Regions from separate parts of the Mus musculus genome. Here region 1 is linked to region 2. A link is a contact called in public capture Hi-C data. All regions are on one chromosome and are shown on one strand. The core of a region is the stretch at or near the end of the contact, and the rest is flanking DNA. Distances in the headings are between cores, read along the strand shown. Region 1 has its middle 5.9 kb from the start of Gm40072. Region 2 has its middle 17 kb from the start of Gm23440.

Region 1 (5,651 bases), core at 1,407-3,906, 370 kb before region 2:
TTATCTGTACAGAGAGGACTTGGGTTTCCTCTGTCACTGTCCTGCACTGGTACCAGAATGCTGGAACCTTACAGCGAAAGCTTGTCATCATGGCCTAGTTCCCACTAAACTTCAAAATGCTCAGTTACCTGGAAAGGGTTCTCAGGAAGTTTCTCAGTATGCAGCTTTGTCTCTTTCATCGCGCAGAAAGCAGCCAGCCTGTTCGCAAAGGTTTTCCCTCCTTTAGGAATCTCTGTTGGTTTCGAGCCAAGTGGCTGTGAGCCCAAGGTAATAGTAAACCCAGGCCGCTGACACTGGTCGGCTTACAAAGATGTTGTCAACAAAACATGTTTGCAATAATAACTAACATGGTTTTTTTTTTAATTGAGATAATTTCCCAAATAATAGTTTTAAGAGTTATTTTAAGTTGAAATAGGAGGTGTATCTCAGTGGTAGTTTTTAACCTAGCTTGCCCCAAACTGGAAAAAAAAAAAATTAGGGGCTAGAGAGATAGCTCAGTGGTTAGGAGCACTGGCTGCTCTTCCAGAGGACTGGGGTTCAATTCCCAGCACCCACATGGCAGCTCACAACTGTCTGTAACTCCAGTCCTAGAGGATCTGGCACCTCACACAGACAGACATATAATCAAAATACCAATCATACTAAGTAACTAAATCTTAAAAAAGAAATACATCAATGCATACAAAGCACTCACGCTTTTAGTTGCAGAATGTGATTTAACTGACTTAATTACAGATGTTGGGATGGGGAGAGGGGCCAATAGCTCAGCCGTCGTCCAGCATACACTGGGTAAGATGGGAAGCAAGGACGAATAAAATGAAAGAATGCACGTCAACGTTATCTTGGATAAGAAAACGAAATTAACTCTTCTTTATTGATACAACAATGGAGAGGGAAATCCACTGCTATTACAAATGAGCTGAAAGCTAGATTCGCAAGAATAGCTAGCTGCACAGCTCACACAGCTGTTTGCATTTAGTAGAAGACAGCAGAGGCTGGGCTGGAGAGATGGCTCAGTGGTTAAGAGCACTGACTGCTCTTCCAGAGGTCCTGAGTTCAATTCCCAGCAGCCACGTGGTGGCTCAGAACCATCTGTAATGGGATCTGATGCCCTCTTCTGGTGTGTCTGAAGACGGTGACAGTGTACTCACATATATTAAATAAATAGAAGAGAGAGAAGAGAGGTATGCACTTCAACAATCTAGTGACTGCATGCATTAGGATGCAAACAGTCTCTTCCCTGAAGACGCATGCAACTGTGTCCCACCTCAGGTTCAAGCTCTTTCTACAGGAGTCATCAGAGTAGTGGCGGCGGCAGTGGCTTTCACGCATCTGCCCTCTCTTGCGGCTGCCTTCCCATCACAACCTTTTTCTGCAACACAGCCGTTTAAGTTCACTTTGCGTGCCAGAACTAGATGATTGTTGTCCGACGCCGCCACATCCTCTACGCTCTGCCGGGACTGCTCATGCAGCCGTGTGGTTGGTTTCCATCTCTGGTCCAGGTATACTTTCTTGATTTATATATATTATAAATTACTAGACACTGATTGTCACCAAAATAATTTTCTATTGTAATTTTATTACAAACTAATACAGCTTTCTGAAAAGTTACCAGAGAAGAGATGTAACGAAGAAGAGGCACTGTCACGTTTCAATGGTCTACATTCATTCAACACACATTCGTCATCATCCCCCACTCCCCCCCCACCACCACACACACACCCTTTTTTTTCTTTAAAGATTTATTTATTATTATAAATAAGTACACTGTAGCTGTCTTCAGACCCTCCAGAAGGGGGAGTCAGATCTCATTACGGGTGGTTGTGAGCCACCAAGTGGTTGCTGGGATTTGAACTCTGGACCTTCGGAAGAGCAGTCGGGTGCTCTTACCCACTGAGCCATCTCTCCAGCCCCACACACCCTTTTTTAAAATAAGTAATCTTAAAAAGCCTGCTGGGCCAATTAAGCTTTTTTTATTTTTCTATTCTTTCAAGACTCTAAGACATTTTTATTGACTACCTAATATTACTGCAATAGCTTTAAGTTATTTTTGGTTTTACTATTATTTACATGCACATGTGGAGGTCAGAGAGCAGCTTGAGAGAGTCAGGTCTCTCCTTCCACCATGTGAGTCTCAGGAATGTAACTCAAGTTGACAGGTTTGGTGGCAAATGCCTTTACCTGCTGGGTAGTCTTGCCCACATCCCACAGGTTTAGAAATGATTGGGAGAATATGAATAAAGGTCTAAAACATAGATAAAATTTAACAGTGTTACATGGGGTGGTGACTACGTGGTTTTGAAGCCTAGTTTTATTTTTATTAATTTTTTTATTTCTGGGGACAAAAACCAGAGTCTTGTCCATGTTAAAATGTTCTCTGTCCCCAAGTTCCACGCCTGTCTTTCCCCACATAATCTTGAGCACAGCTTGGGATTTTCAGGTAACTTTCCCTGAAGGCATTTCTTCTTTAAAATGCCCTGAATTTTTATCATTCTTTGGGAAACACTGGTCACCTGTTCTCAATTTTGTATACTTGGGTCAGGAACTACTTAAAAATGTATGAAAAAAACCACATGAATTTTATGTCCGTCTGGAAAGCAGGATTCGACTTCCATAGATGTCATAGGGTCCACGTGCACACTGCTCCATAGCCCCGAGGGTGTCCCTGCACAGAGGACGCAGGGGTGAGTCACTGTGGTGATTATCCGTAAGAAACTGAGCACCTCTGGATCTAAGACAGTCTTCTTTTTATAACAGTCCCTGGGACTCAACTAAAATACAATTCATTATTAGCTGATGTCCTCAGAGTCGATTCAGGTCTTTGGTCCTGAGTGGTTTCTCTTGACCTTGCTAGAGAAGCCTCAAAATAAAATGAAGGATAACATTAGTCAAATCTGTTTGATTTTTGTCAGCGTCTGGACTTCATTCTCCTCACTGGGTGGCAAAACCACCTGATTGCTTTATTTTGTTTTATTATTTTATTTTATTTTTTATTGCCTTTGTGCATTTACTGATAATCCTTGTCAGCCTTGAGAACAGAAAGACACGGTGACTCCCCAGCTTTAGTACCAGGTAGAGAGGAAGTGGGGAGAGCGATGACAGCATTTTCCACAAATTCCTGATGGTCTAAAGAGAACACTCAATATGGAGGTCAGGAAAGGGGGCGGGGGAACGGCTGAAACAGAAAATTACTGTATATAGTAATTGAATCCTCGAGCTTGACTCAAGGCTGGCTCAAGATTAAATATTAGCACCACTTACTGTTTAAAAATTTTAAAGGAGCTTTCAAGAAAGTGCAATTTTGCACTTTTCTTTGGAGAGAGAAAAACAGAGTGGCTACAGCAGAGTAAATGTGTTTTGGATTATGCTCACATGGATGTAAAGTGATGTTTCTGGGCCCAGTGTCTGGTGCAGAGTTTTTTCGTTGTTTGGAACTGTTTAAGATTTGACACGGCTTTACAGGGGAGCTTCGTGCCCCTGGAAAATCTCTCACTGTGAACTGCTTCAGAAGAGATTCTAGCCTGTTTGCCATTCCTCTCCCCCACAGTGCCTGGCACCTTGTGCACAGCAGGAACTAAACAATGGTGTGTCTGGGGTCAGTGAGGTGGCTCAGCGGGTAAAGGCACCTGCCTGCCAAGCCTGAGGCCCTCAGTTCTTTCCTCAGGATCCATGCTGTGGAAGGAGCAAACCAACGCCTCCAAGTCGCCCTCTGCCCACTGCGAGTGCCTCCCCTACACAAATAAATAGATAACATCTTTCCTTTTTTTTTCAATTTAAAAAATAGTGTGTGTGAGTTACTAAAACATCACATACACAGCAGTTTCATCACCAAAGGGTCGAGAAGGGGCCATTTGCACTATGCGCATTTTCAAAATGACTTACTATCAATAAATGAGAAATCATTCATTACAGACAGTTACAACATCTATTTAGAACAATGAAAATAAAGTTTCTTTTCTATGTCATTTTATTCCTTGTTTCTTTAAGAGCAAACACAGTTGTCTTTTATGTTACTCTCCCTTCCCCTCCCCTGATCACACCCCCCTCCACCTGGGGCACACACACACACACACACACACATACACACACACACACACACAGGAAAGCTGTCTTCAGTGTTAGAGGAACACACTAAGTTCCAAGCCTGTCTGGGACCTGAAGGCAGTCAAGGCTTGGCATTTTCTTGGTGAATTACTACTCTCTGTCTCACTGCCGTGGACTGACCTTATGCTCCCTTCTCTTCCTTCCCATCCAGTTCCTGGGCGTGATATCAGTGGAGAATATATCTCCCATATACAGACAAAACACATACAAAAAATGTTGCCCGGCCACAGCTTCATTCCCGCCCCCCCCCTTCCCAAAAAAATTAAAACTGAGTTAAGAAACCAACAAAAGAGCTAAGGAGATGAATAGCTGCACTTGAGAGCTGGTAGGAAGGAGTCGAGGAAGTGCAGAGGAAGTGCAGAGGAAGTGCAGAGGAAGCAGGAGTACAGACAGCATGGACAGCATCCCTGTAGCCTCCTTCTGGAAACAGCCCCAGAGGGAGCCAGGTACACAGAGGGGGGTGGGGGGGTGGAGCAAGCAGAACTCTCTCCCTCAATGCTGGGCATGTGTGCCCAGATCACATGAAGCTTGGGTTTCTTTCCATCTTCACCATTAAAATATCAGACTTTCACATATGAATGTCCAGCTTCTCATGAAAACTCAGAGGATCTGGGTCCGCATTTGCACATGCATAGCCATCAACAAGGCTGACCAGAGGTTCTCATAGCACGTAACCTGAGAGCCCCTGGCACATATAGTAATATGCAGGGCTTGTTCACTTGCCACAGACGGCGACCAGCTTTTTGTATAGGGTAAAGTAATCTGAAGAAGATGAGTGGTTGAGATTTGAAACTTGCCTCTTCCTTTCCTAAACACTTCTTCCCATCTAAGTGTGCGCCAGTACCTTCTCCTCTGTAAATGCTTTAATGACTGCTGCTGCCCTCATGGAGTGATCATGAGGATGCAAATATTTTTTAACGATGGGAGTAAAAGTGCCAAATGCGCACTAATGCCATGGCTGCTAGCATTCCGAGTCATTATTGTAGGACTAAGTGTTTTCTACTGGATGTGCCGTCTTTTAAAATACAACCAGGTATAGCTAGTTAATACACTGAGCAATATACGATATGGAATGCTGTCCTCTGGAACTGACTATTAAATTTTTGAAGGTATGGCACCTGTGATTATCTGCATGGGGCCCTCTTGATACCGGGTCTGTTAACCTCCCCTTACAAAACAAGGGAGTGAGGGCAGTCATTAGACCCAGTCCCTCCTCCCAACTCTGTGCTGCTTTTAAGAACTAGTCACTATGCTGGCATTAGACTTTACCCCAAGGAATTGTTACAGGATCACCTGTACTCTCTTCATATCCCTTTACCCACGCTCTTCTAAGTAAGCTCAATAGACTCATGGGTTCACCAGGGTATACGTGGGAGGAATGCTTAGGTAGGTCTGACATTGGTGCCCTATCTGTCCACATCTCCCAGGAAAAGTAACATCAAAGTTAATATCTTGGTCTGGAGAGATGGCTCGGCAGTTAAGAGCGCTTGGGTGCTCTCCCAGCACCCGCATGGCAGCTCACCATTGTCTGCAACGCCAGTTCCAGA
Region 2 (5,927 bases), core at 2,374-4,873:
CACGCCTCATCTTCCCCTGTGCACATGTTTACCTGACACAGCAGTGCTGCGTGTTGTACATACTTGGAACAACAAACTAGAAATACTGTACTTCTGTACCAACATTGCCTCCTAGCAGAGAAGTGTGTGTGTGAGAAGCCAGTTCTCCGGGCATAACCTAGGTGTGAGACTAAAAGCTTTCCTTATTGACTTAACTTTGGATAATGGCAAGATGTGAGGGGTAGTAGGTACACAGTGTGTGCTTGGATGGGAGGAAAAGCTCCAGTGACCCATAGGAGATTGTCCTTAAGTGGAGTCCATCCAATCTCAAACAGTCATAAAAAGCAAGGTGAAGAACGTGAAGCTGTTTCTATATTCATTTCATCCTGAAGGACCTACAACTTAGGTGAAAGTTATGACCAAACAGATTAAACTACATGCTGTGCTTTAAGGTCTAAGGTTAACGGATCAACATTTAAATGGACTGGAGCTGTTAGTACATAAAGTGTGGTGGGCTTTGTTCCCAACACTTCACATCTCCCTGCCCTTTCAGCCTTCCTCCTTTTAGCCCCTTTCCATAATCTTTGGTTTGTATGTGGTTTCTCAGTTAATACATAGCTAATAGCTCTTATTTTTCTTATGTTTTTAACTGCTTTAGGCCTATTTCGATGTAAGGGTGGAGATGTATTTGATGGAAATCTGTGTGTATATTTAAGACCCTGTTGCTCCTCTGGAGCTTGTACGTTCACGAATGATTCATCTGTGTAATAAACTGATTACTACAGTCATTACAAAAAAAAAAAAAAAAAAAAAAAAAAAAAAGAAAGTTAAATGCCATCAGATCTTTCTGTTATCTCATGTCTGAAGCCTCTCCTGTGTCACAGGAGGAACAGGGTCAGGAGATGGGAACTGCGCGGTGCTGAGAGCTGTTGAGCATGGTGACACATGCGAGTAGGCCTGGCACGTGGGAGACTGAGGCAAGAGAGTAGGAGTTCCAGGTCAGTCTAGGCTACATGGTGAAATCTTGAATCAGAAGCAAGGCAGGGTGATGCAGTGCGGTGCGGTGCGGTGCGGTGCGGGGCAAACCCAGCAAAGCATGATGGGACAGGCCTTAGGGCATAGCTCTTTGATAGAGTATGCATGTGTGAGGCCTAACTTTCTGTCTCAGATACAGTAAAACGAGTGTCAGGACAAAATAAAACACAACCCCGTGATGTGAAGGGAATGTCACTGTGGGTTTCTCTTTCTACTCGCACGGTACCCGAGGGCATTGCTTTGTCACTATTTTATTCTTGGCACTTTCCAAGTATTAACCATCAAGTAGTGTTCCTTTTTCCTCAGTAAGTTTCGAATCGACATTGTAGCGTTTATTGTGTAGAAAAAGAATTTTATCTGTTGCTCGCTCATGTTCAAAATGCTGTTTCTTCATTGTCCTTACAGTTTTCTCGCATGTTTCCCTAGAAAGTTAAACTTAGCTTTGTTCTCCACAGTTGGGGTTTTTCTCAGCGGAAGCAGTTTACCCACAGAATGAAATCTAAGACAAAGTTCTTACTTGTTCTCTCACACACAGGCAATGTGTTTTTTTTTTTTTTTCTTCTGGTCAGCTGTTAAAATGCTTAGCCTCATAAGTAGTGGGAACTCTAATTCAGATCAATTTTATGAGACTTTTCTGGCTAGAGCAAAAGGATGTGGTCAGGAGAGGGAGAGAGGAAAGATCTGAACTCACCCTGGTTTCCTCCGGTTTGGGTTAAACTGAAAACCGACTTTTTTTTTTTTTTTTTTTTTTTTTTCTCACGATTCACTTCTTGGGTCCACAGAGGCTCTTCTCATGACATCTCTTGGGAATCTCAGCAGCGGTTCCCACGACCCAGGGTGGTGGCTGTCTTCTGCAGCGTGTCACTTTATGGTGAATATTTGGGTGTTCCTTGCTCTCATGTCTTCACTAGGGGCATGGTATACAATGCATCTATACCGCCTCTATCTCTGAGCCAGATACTCTCATTAGTATCTTAAATGGCATCCACTCCCCTTCCCTGGTGATAATATTTCAGCTTCTGCCCCCAGATGGTAGCTTGCTATCCATGTCTCTGTTGCTGTGATAAACACCATGTCCGAAAGCAACTTGGGAAGGAGTGGGCTTGTTTCACCAAACCATCGTCCAGAGAATGCAAGGCAGAGAGAGACTCAAGGGAAGAACCTGGAGGCAGGAACTGAAGCAGAGATGGGTGTACTGGCGTGATCATCTCCCTTTCTAATACAATTCACACCCACCTATCTAAGGACCACAGTGGCCTGGGCCCTCCTACATCAATTAGAAATCAAGAAAATGCCCAGAGACATTCCACAGGCCAATTAGATGGAGGAGAGCCCTCTGTTGTAATGCTCTCTTCCTTGGTGTGTCTAGGTTAGTATCACATTGATTAAAAAAATAAACAAGACATTATTTTCATTGTCTACAAAAATATCTTGAATATCTTTAAGATAATACTTAAGTCTTTTTCATGTTTGATGGCTCCAAAGAATCTAGCTTATCAAAGACTATAACTTACTGTATTAGTCATGGTTCTCTAGAGAAACAGTCCTGATGGTAGAATAAATGTATATATTAATTTGTTAGACATCTGTTAGGGCGGCTTACAGGCTAGACTCCAGTTAATCCAACTACCGCTCTCTACGAATGGAAAGTCGAAGAATTCAGTATTTGCTTAGTCCAAAAGGCTAGGTGTTTCAGTTAGTCTTCCATATATACCAGGATCTTGAAGAAATAGCTCTAATTCCAGTGATGGCATGGGCTTGACAGCTAGAACAAACAGGCCAAGAACAAAAGCTTCCTTCTTCCATGTCCTTTATATACACTGCCAGCAGAAGGTATGACCCAAATTAAGGGTGGCTCTCCCCACCTCACAGTTTTGGATTAAAGGGGTGTCTTCCTACCTCAAATAATTTAATTAAGAAAAATCCCTCACAGGTGTGCCCAGGCACTTGGTTTTCACATGTATTGTACATGTAGTCAGCTTGACAACCAAGAATGGCCATCACACTCCCCTAGCCAGGGTCCTGCTCATTAATGCAGTGATTATACTAATTTTTTATTGTTACAAACCATGCTTCCGTGCGTGTTAGCCTATTCTTGCTAGTGAATGTATCTCCAGATAAGTTATAAATAGACTTGATAGCTGACAGGGCTGTGATTTAAAATCTTGATATATATATATATTTAAAAATTAGCTGTCATAGGAATCACACTGACTTAACTGCCTCTTGTAATGTGTGAGGATGCCTGTTTTCCGTAATCTTGCTCACACAGCATAATCTCAAATTTTCCAGGCAGACAAGGCGCACATGGTTTCTCCCTCGGCCTCTAGGTTACATTCCTGAATAACGTAAAGCTTACTGTGGTCGCTGTAACAAATGGCCACACAGGAACTACTGTGGCTGTCAGTAGTTGTTGTTTTCTAGAGACAGGACTTTGCTATGAAGCTCAGGCCGTACTTGACTCAGTTTTACCTCAGAGTGACTCATTAATGCCACAGTTTTAATAATACACATATTAATACTTCCGTTTCTAGGGGTCACAGACCCGGGCACACGCCAGCTGTGGTGTTCTCAGCTTGGGGTGAACAGGTAGTGGGGTTGGGGTCGGAAGGGAGGAAGCTTCTCTTTTTGGGTTCTCTTTGTGAGGTTCAGCTATGAAGTGTCTGTTTCCTGGCTTATTTCAAGAGTTGGCAGAATCTACTTCTTTGCAGTTAGTGGTGTGACCAAAGTCACCATCTCCTTTCTGGATGTCTTAGCTTATAGAAGGTGCAACTGCTAGCTTGCAGGTGATTCGGCTGAACTCTTCCCAGGGACTCAGTAACAGGGACTTAGCAATAGTGTGTCATCATCTGTGCCACTGACAGGTGCAGGTGGCCTGGGCAGCATATAAGAGAACTGAGTGCTACCCCAGCGCTCTCTCTCTCTCTCTCTCTCTCTCTCTCTACCTTCCCCCCCAACCCCCTGCATCGTGGCTCTGTCTGCTTCTAACCCCTTTCCAGGCCCTCGTTTTCCTCCCTTCCCCAAATAGACCTCCTTATATCAGGTCTGCCTCATGCTGTGACTTTTCCGGGGGACAACTTGGCACGGGTCTCCGAGGTACCCCCTTACCCCTGCCTGTCGCCTGCCTTATATTTCATAACAGTAACCGTTTACTGACATGTGTATCATGTACCACACAGCATGCAGTGTGTGTGCTCTAAGACAACGGGAGACTCTTATCTCAGTCTGATAAACTGCAATCCTGAATGACATAGAGTGATCAACAGAACAATTATCCTTTCTTCCGTGGTTCTGGTTTAGAGCAGGGTGGGAGTAAGGCTTGGGCATGTCAGTAAATCTCGACCTCTGACATACCTTTCCAGACTTGGGTTTAAAACACAGCATCTGATTATGTAGCCCAGGCTCTTCTTGAGCTCTCAAGCTTTCTGTCTTTCTCCTCAGCCTCCCCATTGCAGAGGTTACAGCCCTGCCTCTAGGCCAGGCTTTCCTACCACCTCTGTGTTACAATGTGACCTAATTAAGGGACTGGCTAGCCCATCAAATCTTGGTTCTCATTCTCTAGGGAGAATTCTCTAGGACAACACTCAGGTGCTATACATCAAGAAATGTATGTAGGAAATATGGAGTCATCTTGGAAGGTTGCATCACACAAGGGATTTTTTCCCCCCAAGGGTAAAAGTCTTTTGCATTTCCTCTCTGCAGAATTCTCTTTAATATTCTTTGGCTTCTTTCCACATATTTCGAAAAATAGCAAGATACGATACTGCACACATGAGTGCATGAGGAACGAAGCGAAGGGATAGATCTTGGGCTCGTTTCAGCTTTCAGAGAACAACCCTGCCTTTTCCCATCGAGAAGTAGCTGTGAGGGGCTGCAGTGTTGTGGCATGCCCCATTTGCTCTCTGGACAGTCTTTGATTCCAGGCTCCTTCCCTTGTTGCTCAAGACCTTAAGGGGTCTAAGAACTGTTTTTCCTTACTAGGAATCAAGTTGAGGTTTTCATGAGTGCTGGATGTTCCTTGCCAGTTAGCTTCTCCCCTGTGCCCGTCTAAGGTCTGCATGAGAAGCCCTACTAAGCAGATCTGTTCCAATACAGAGGGGCTCAATACCACAATCCTTATCTAGATCAAACCTTCCATTCTATTCCTTGTAGGTTTGAATTATGTTACACTGTGATGGTCCTAAGCCTGTCTCAGCACTCCAGGGTCATCTACCACCTTTAAGGCTGACAACTGCTATGTTAGCCATGCTTCTCAATTCCCCTCTGCCCTGTAGCACAACATGTTCGCAGGTGTCTCGGATCAAAATTGCTTTCTTTAGTGGGAGGAGAGGGACATCTCCTGCCTACCGCCAAGTGTCATGAATATTGGGTTGGTTTATACACCAGCCATTATGGTGAAAGTCAGGCTTGTAATGTTATCTTTTATTTTTTGAGATTATAATATAACTATATTACATCATATCTTTCTCCCTTCCCTTTCTTCCCTCCAAACCCTCCCACACACCCCTTCTTGCTCTCTTTCAAACTCATGGCATCTATTCTCCATTAATTGATTAATAGCTCTCTCTCCTCACTTAAATAAATAAGCACATCCTACTCGGTATTATTTGTGTACATTTTCAATGCGATTTGGATTTGAACAACCAATCATTGTGCTCTCTCTGAGGAAGACTGTTTCTCCCACTCCAAGTGGTCCTTAGTTGTCTGTAGAACTTTGTGTAGGGTTGAGGTCTTCTGGGCTTTCCCCATCTACTTTGGCATTATCTGTTGATTTGGTTCTTGTTCAGCTCAGGGTTAGGCAGCCATATTGATGGATTTTATGGGCAGAGCTTCTGCCATTCATTCCTAGGAGACACCACTCAGAGAAAACTCTCTGGTCTCACAATCTCTCTGCTAGTTCTTCCAAAATATCC

What was found. Capture Hi-C pulls out chosen DNA fragments and counts their contacts.
Region 1: a contact with region 2 is called in a capture Hi-C map of embryonic stem cells, with 5 times the contacts expected there. The contact joins two enhancer-like sites. A contact is called at or near these places in 6 of 39 promoter capture datasets (the 3T3-L1 cell line, the C10 cell line, hippocampal neurons and 2 more), 5 of 484 Hi-C or Micro-C datasets (Th1 cells, bone marrow-derived DN3 thymocytes, bone marrow-derived macrophages and 2 more) and 2 of 9 other capture datasets (adipose tissue and embryonic stem cells).

What each region holds. Positions count from the first base shown.
Region 1 is chr3:79,327,841-79,333,491 of GRCm38.p6, reverse strand. No RefSeq gene overlaps it. Among named protein-coding and RNA genes, the nearest start is that of Gm40072, 5.9 kb to the left of the region's middle. Within about 2 kb of position 2,656, at least 22 of the 459 cell types and tissues checked have an H3K27ac peak or open chromatin away from gene starts, as enhancers often do.
Region 2 is chr3:78,960,332-78,966,258 of GRCm38.p6, reverse strand. It overlaps the pseudogene Gm9762. Among named protein-coding and RNA genes, the nearest start is that of Gm23440, 17 kb to the left of the region's middle. Within about 2 kb of position 3,623, at least 9 of the 459 cell types and tissues checked have an H3K27ac peak or open chromatin away from gene starts, as enhancers often do.